Linked DNA regions of Mus musculus: region 2 is linked to region 1. Evidence: chromatin contacts called from public ChIA-PET data. All regions are on one chromosome and are shown on one strand. Each heading gives the region's core, a stretch centred on a gene start, on an enhancer-like site or on the middle of the called end of the contact. The rest is flanking DNA. Distances are from core to core; before and after follow the strand shown.

The links. ChIA-PET counts read pairs in DNA pulled down with a chosen protein or histone mark.
Region 2: an RNA polymerase II ChIA-PET map of memory CD8 T cells shows a contact between it and region 1, with 7 read pairs. The contact joins two enhancer-like sites.

What each region holds. Positions count from the first base shown.
Region 1 is chr12:25,349,194-25,352,764 of GRCm38.p6, forward strand. No RefSeq gene overlaps it. Among named protein-coding and RNA genes, the nearest start is that of Gm36723, 4.9 kb to the right of the region's middle. Within about 2 kb of position 1,713, at least 10 of the 459 cell types and tissues checked have an H3K27ac peak or open chromatin away from gene starts, as enhancers often do. A contact at or near this core is called in memory CD8 T cells, where this site is marked.
Region 2 is chr12:25,862,362-25,865,932 of GRCm38.p6, forward strand. No RefSeq gene overlaps it. Among named protein-coding and RNA genes, the nearest start is that of Gm29835, 110 kb to the right of the region's middle. Within about 2 kb of position 1,955, at least 27 of the 459 cell types and tissues checked have an H3K27ac peak or open chromatin away from gene starts, as enhancers often do. A contact at or near this core is called in memory CD8 T cells, where this site is marked.

The sequences.
Region 1 (3,571 bases), core at 463-2,962:
CTCTTTTATGGCCTCTGCATTAGCTCCTGCCTCCAGGTTCCTGCCCTGTTTGAGTTCCTGTCCTGACTTCTTTCCATTATGATCAGTGAGTTGAAAGTGTATATAACATGATCCCTTTACTCCTCAAGTTGTTTTTGTCACAGTGTTTCATCACAACCTTAACTAGGACAATGGGTAAACAACATCTGCTAGAGACTTGGGCTTGGTGGCTAAACTAAAGCAAGTTGGGGAGCACACACTGGGGAACATAGAACATGTGGGGTGACTTTATTGCTGGGACCAAGAGATTCTTTCATCAGTCACTTCTCATAGTTTGTTCCCCCCTCCAACCCTCTTCCTTCTAAAAATCCATTTTATAGGCCAGCACTTTGTGTCCAGTGTCAAATAATTGATTCAAATAATTTTCTCACTTAGAGACCATTTGCAGAAAAGAAAGCCGTTTCTCCAACGGAAATTACGTCTTAGACATTTTGCCAGGGCTTCAGCTGTTCAAAATGGCACTATTAGAAAAAAGCCCACTGTAAATTATGTGACTGCAACATCTAACGCTTATTAAAGTCACGCTTTACTAGGCAAAGCAATTTTTGGCTCTTGCAAACGTGGGCTATTTGTTTTGTGTGACTGCACGGTCCCTGCCCTTGTGTGGCACTCCCCAAAGAAGTGGTGCAGTAAGACAGATGGAGTAAAACTGAACCACAAGTGAATACTTGAGAGATTCTGATTTCTAGATATTATGTTACATTTCTCATGCCTGTCTGGAGGGAGGAGGGAGGGGAGGATCATCTCTAGAGGCTGGGAGGAGTTCAGACAGGTGCATAACTCCACTTTGTCACTGTCTTCTGTTCGGGTCTGTGCCTCAGTTTCCTTATCTGCATCTTGTCAGAAGGGCAAGGGAACAATGCACTATTGTTTGTCTTTGAATGAGTGCCTGACATACAGACAACATGCAATGTCAGATCTTATGAACCCTGTCATTTTCCTTAGCAAGACTTTCCAGACTCAGGTTGGGTCCCACTCAGAGAAACCCTCAGAAGGACAGATTTCATGTCATCCAGGGCTTCCAGAGCCATCGCTGGCCTTGAGAGCCTGGTGTAGTGTTTGCAAAGGTAAGTGCCCAACAGGCAATGATTTATAGATTGGAGCTCCCTGCTCCAAAGCCCACTCAGAGAAGTTTTGGGATGCCCCAAATGACATGCCTTCTAACCACATATGAGAAATGGGGTCTCAACAGAAGTGCATGAATTTTTGATCATTCTATAAAAAATCCTCCCAGATTTTGATACAAACCTTGCATGTCCACTGTCAGCTCAATGTTATGATGCTCATAATGACATATTTTGATAGTGGCACCTGTCACCCCTCTGACGGCCTACATGGAGTAACTGGTGAAGCTGATTGTGGAAAACCTGATTCATTCTCCACTTCCAGGACTCATTCTACATGCCATGGACCCTTGGAGGAAGTGCTGCTTCAAGTGGAAGAGTGTGGCCCTGTCTGCTTTGTCATTGATGACCTCTGACCCCCATGCCCAAGGCCCATCTTTCAAAGAACATGCCAATATGTCTCATACCAGGCACCTGGGAAGAGTAAATAAATATAGGACCCATAAGGAGACCTGGTTATGGCGGCAGCCAAATTGAGAATTACACAAACCCTAGGCCCAAGCTCTGTTCTTTGAGAGGATGCGGTGGCTTCCTGGAAGCTACATTTTACCAAGGTTGTTAACAAGTCTACCTCAGAACACGTGCAGGTTTCATTTGGAGTCAGAGCAGGAGGAGAGCCTTTCTTCTACAACCAGGAGCCATGGCTGAACACTCAAAGTATGAAGTACGCCCATACTTTCAACGGAGTTCTAGAAATTGAGGTTGAATACCGTCCACAAACCCAATCCCACCTGCTACCTACCACACCCATCCTCAGGCTCTATGCGAAGGAGCCTGGGGAGAGGAGAAGACACAGTGGTGCTGGACTCTTCTTCCCATGATAGAAAGTGGCCTTTTTTTTCTTCAAGTCCCATTGTGGGCTATGAGAGAAAGAGAGGGTTTCCTTTATCCAGCTTTACATGGGCTGTGAACCCTTTGAGGAAGTATGGCTTCAAGTGGAAGAGGTTGGCCCAGTCTGCTTTGTTACTTCTGACCCATGGGATCTGAAGTCATAGGACATAGAGGAGTATCTAGGGATCTTGTGTCTCCATATTGAGGGCTATGGAGATTGTTGAGTACAGTGGGGCAGTGTTCAGGAACCCCAGGCTTAGAAGCACACAAGCTGACTCAGAGCAGCCTGAAGTATGAGCTGTGGTCAGAATCCCTGTTTGTTGCACGCTTTACTTCTCTTTGTAGCCACACCGGCTCTCGGCTACTCTTCCATCTACATCCACTGTTTGACCCTGACTTTGGTCTAATATGCTAATATGTCACCACCTTATATGTGTATTTCTGAGACATTTTTCTTAGAGAGGTCCTTCCCAACCCTACCCTCATTTCCCTAGTTGGCACCTTCGTGGTGGTTTCTGCCTGGCACAGTTAAGTAGTTATCAGTTCTCTGGGTCTCTCCTGCTCCTGACACCAGTGAATAAGATCAAGAGGAGAAGGCCTCTGCTTTGATCAACACCGTTCCCACCACTAAACAGAGGCTACAGGGGGCTGTGAGTGTTCACAGGTGCCGCTCAGTGGGGGGAGCTTGTAAAAACCAGGCTGGACCTAAGGGACTCAGAGATACACCCCAGGTCTATGTGGGGAGTTATGGCAGAGAGTTCTCCCCAGAGAGGTTTCTTTCATCTTTTTCATCTGTTCTCTGGCCTTTGAGCTATGACTAATGCCTTGGGCGAAGTGATGGGAGTTGGGAAGAGGCAGCTGAGATACTGTCAGGAAGATGTCCCTATAGGACTGAGGATGGCAGAGGGTGTCTCTCCATTCGAATCTGCAGCATCTGACCAGTGACACTTGCGCCTCAGCCAAAGTCCCCACTGTCTAAACTGACAGTACCCTACCTGGAAGTTTTGGCAGCAGATGTATAAACTGACATGACTTCTCCAAGGTGTGGTTAAGGGAAAGTTTTTATTGTAGCTATGACTGAGAGGACTGCCAGAGGCACCTGGAAGAGTCCAGAAGAGGGAGAGAGAGTAGTAGCCTGAACATGGCCAGAAGAGGAAGTGGGGTGGGGGGAAACTGAAAGAGGGAGGCAAAGAGAGGACCAAGAGCATGCATAGACAAAATAGTGGAGCTTTTAAGGAGAAATGAGAGGCTTGGGGAGGGGAGCCCCTGAGCTGGAGAAGTTTAGGTAGGGAAGGGCTGAAAAGAGCTAGATGCTTATGATACTGAGGGAGCCCAGAGGCCAGCATCTACTTTGGTAGGCTAATAGGCACCAGAGATAGCAATTTGTCCCTTCTGCCAGTCATAAGGCTTCTTTGGTAGAGGGGAACCAGCATTAGAAGTTCCTGAGAAACACTGGCTTTTGTCTAATGTCCAGAACTGGGGAAAATGGAGTTTGCTTTGGACTTGATACCTTCCTCATCTCTTTAAAGACATAGGGCTGCTTTTCTCAGCTGGTTATTATAGTCTTAATGTGAGCT
Region 2 (3,571 bases), core at 705-3,204, 510 kb after region 1:
CAAACTTTGTCTCTGTAACTCCTTCCATGGGTGTTTTGTTCCCAATTCTAAGGAGGGGCATACACACTTTTACTCTTACCACTAGTTGGAAGCGCTTTTTTTTTTTTTTCTCTCGTCAATGGCAGACCTCAAATTCCTATGCTGGAAAAATGTCAAGGTCTTCAAGTTCTTTAAGAAGAGACTGCCCACTTCTTCTGAGGTTCACACCAGAAATGCTGGCTAGTATGTGGGGGAAAAGAGGCTTTCTTTGTGGTTTGCCAGCTTCATGGGCTGACACATAAATAAGCATAGGTAAATAATTTTCTGGAAACCAGCCAAGTAAAATGATATGTTCTCAGACCAACCTGGAGATCCGAGTCAGAAGTGAGGCCATCTTTGCCACAGTGCTCATGCATGGTTTACAGGTTCCCTGTTTAGCTGACTCCCTTGGAAGAGTCTGTATAATACCAGATCAAGCCTCCTTAGGTCTTACTCTAAAGACTGTCTCTAAACAGAGCAAAAGAGGAGACAGGCATCTTGAAGCTGAGAAGTGGGAGGGAGAACAGAGATAAGAGAAAAAAATAGGAGTTGAAATCTGTGATGGGCAACCACAGACCTCATGCCTAGGGGATTAAAACACTCTATAGTGATTATCCCCAAATGGATTGCATTGTGTCTTTTCATTGTGATGGTGCTAAAATGGTCACCAGGAAGTCAGAAAGTCAACTTCAGGTTTTCACCAGCATTTGTGTGTACCATGGGAACCCCTCACATGACCTGCATATGTTAGCTAAATGCCCCAAACCAATGGTAGATGCCTGGCATTGAAGAGCTCTGGAGATGCCTTCCTCCTGAAGAGCCACAGTGGCTTTTCAGAAGGCCTCTCTGGGTTTTACAGTCAGAGCCTCTGAAATTCTCAGGGCCCCAGGAGTGATCTTTACAGTCGTTATCTGTGTGTTCCAGGTAGCTGATGCTCTCTTGTTTAAAATTCTCCAGTGAGATTCCAGATTTGTCAGGGTGAACTTCAAAGTCCCTGTGTCCTTTGGTTACTGTGAGCCTTTGCAGGCCTCAGCCCCCTCTCTACGTGAAATATTTTCTTTCTGGCATTTTCAAGGATGGACCCCTTCTCATGTGTGTACGTGTGCATGTGTTTTCATGTGAGTGAGTTGTGTCCTTTATCAAGTGTCCTCTAATTCCTGACCCCTGACTGTTTTGGGACAGGGTCTCTCACAGCCTGCCAAGTAGACTAGGATGGCCGACCAGTGACCTCCAGTGGTCAGCCTACTTGCCTCCCCTTCCGGAGTCTGGAGTTTTAAGTGCTTACTCTTCCCATTCTGAAACTTGTGATGGACACCAAGCTTTCGTCAAACTCAGAGTTTCTCCTGCCTCTGCCTGACAAATGCAGGCACTAAAAGCGTACACCACTCTATTTTGCTGTTTGCCCTGCTCTAACTCCCTTTATTTTATATTCTCTCTGCTTTAACAATCGATGTCTCATCCCACTTTCTCACCATGTTCCTGTTCCATCCTGTTATTCCTCCCCTCCCCTTGCCGCCATCAAGACACTGTTGGTAAGATGCTGCTTCCTGTGAGACCTGCCCTGGAAGTGAGCTGGGCTATCCCTGTTCTCATCGAAGCTTAGGCTTGCTCTGTTGCTGCTCTGGATTCTCTGGGCATTTTCTCACTTAGTTTTCTTTTGCCTCTCCCTGGTGACTTTGACTTGCATGTGCAGTCTGTGATCTAAACACAGGGCACAACTGGTGACAGAAAAAAAAGATAAACAAATAAATGTGAGATAAAGAAATAAAAGGAAACTAGGCGTACTGACATTCTAATAAAGAGGTCTCTGTACTATCTATCATGCAGAGGCCCAAAATGCTGTCATAACCTTTTGCCTCCTCAGGCTGTGTAGGAACCATGCTAACCTCAGCCTCGGCAATGTGACAGATCTTCCTGGAATAACCAGAATCAGGGGGGCTGGGTGTCTCTTGCCCACACCCAGTGCTGTGTTCGCTTTCTGTGTTTCCTGTCTGCCCACTCACGTTTGATTTGGTCTCTTTCTCATCAGTGAGGCTATTTTCTTTCACAACATATGCTTATTTTTTATTTTGCCCATCCTTTTGAAATGCTCATGTCTCTCTGACATTTGTCAAAATGGTTTAATGTTTTTTATTTTATAAATTCACGTCTTTAGAGACCTGCCCTTGCAATTTAGGGATACAACCACCAGGTGGCAGGATGGCTTTCAAACTACCAGGCTCAGCCTATTGGCTGAATTCTGTAGGAAGTAGGTGTCTACCCAACTTAAGAATGGCAGCCCCTGCAGGGCACTTCTAGGGTGAGAAGCTCAGGGAGGGAAGACAGCCATTTAGTTATGAAAATGGAGGGGAAAAAAGTCGTCTGTGCAAATGCCTGGGGTCAGCAATTTAGGAGCACTGATTACCATCCATGGCGGTCCTTCTCCTCAAGAGTTAAGTCATCTGACAAGGTGTCCTTCAACCATGTTGGACACTGCCTTGATCTCACTCAGTAGGGATGCTCCATCTCTCAAATAGCCCTTTCTAAGCAACCTTTAGCACTGCCATGTCACTGATGTCTGTCCGGGTGGGTCTTAGAGCTATTCCCTCTTATTTGCCCCCTCCTCCAAGAAATCTGTCAGAAGAAATCAAAGGAAAAATTTTAAAAAAGGCCATGGTGGCTGTGTTCCATGCAATGTTTTGTTCTGTTTCCACCAGAAGGGAAAGATTCGAAATGTCCCACCACCTGGGTCCACTTGGTTTGCCTGAAGTTAATTCACTCACCAGCTGTCAGGGCTGCTTCTGTCCTTGGGTGAGATTTGGCTTGCTCACCCACTCTTCTGAGCTGCAACTGGGCCTGGCCTCATTAGAAGCCATGTGGCCTCCATAGCTGGCACCATTACTGTCCCTGGAGTCAACCCGGATTACATCAGCCTCCTCTGATGGCCCAGAGCAGATTTCACACTTTTTTTCCTCTTTCCAATTTGTGCTGTTTGGTTGCTGCCTTTGCATCCTGGGGAGTCGCTGTGTGGTATGCAGTCAGAGGGGCTGCCATGATTCTCAGTCTTGCTCTTACAGCTCAGCCCCACTTCTCCAACTCAGTGCCCCCGGGGGACTCCAGGTGGGGGTGAGCTTACAAACACTATCCACTTTAAATTTTTTTCTGAGTAACTCAGGTTGGTACTGTAGATGGTGAGGTTTTTGGCAGACTTATACTCCCCATCCTTTCTAACAGATGCATGGGAGAATCCCAAGAGTGCACACGGGAGCATATCTTTGTTCAAAAGGCTGGGCAGCCTTCTATTGACTTGACCCACACCAGGTGGGGGATACACATAGAGGCTTTCTCATGGAGTTAATGAAGCTGAACAAGAATTTACTCGGGTCTTCTATCACATTGCTGGGTACCATTTAGATGGATTGTGGGTGATGAAAATGAGCTTGAGTTATGCATGAGAAACGTTAAATTCCAGTCTTCACTGCACCCCTGTAAATACCTGCGCTGTTTAAGAGATATAAGAATGCATACTGCAGAAGACCAACATCGCCCAACAGGTGACAGAGACTCAGAACAA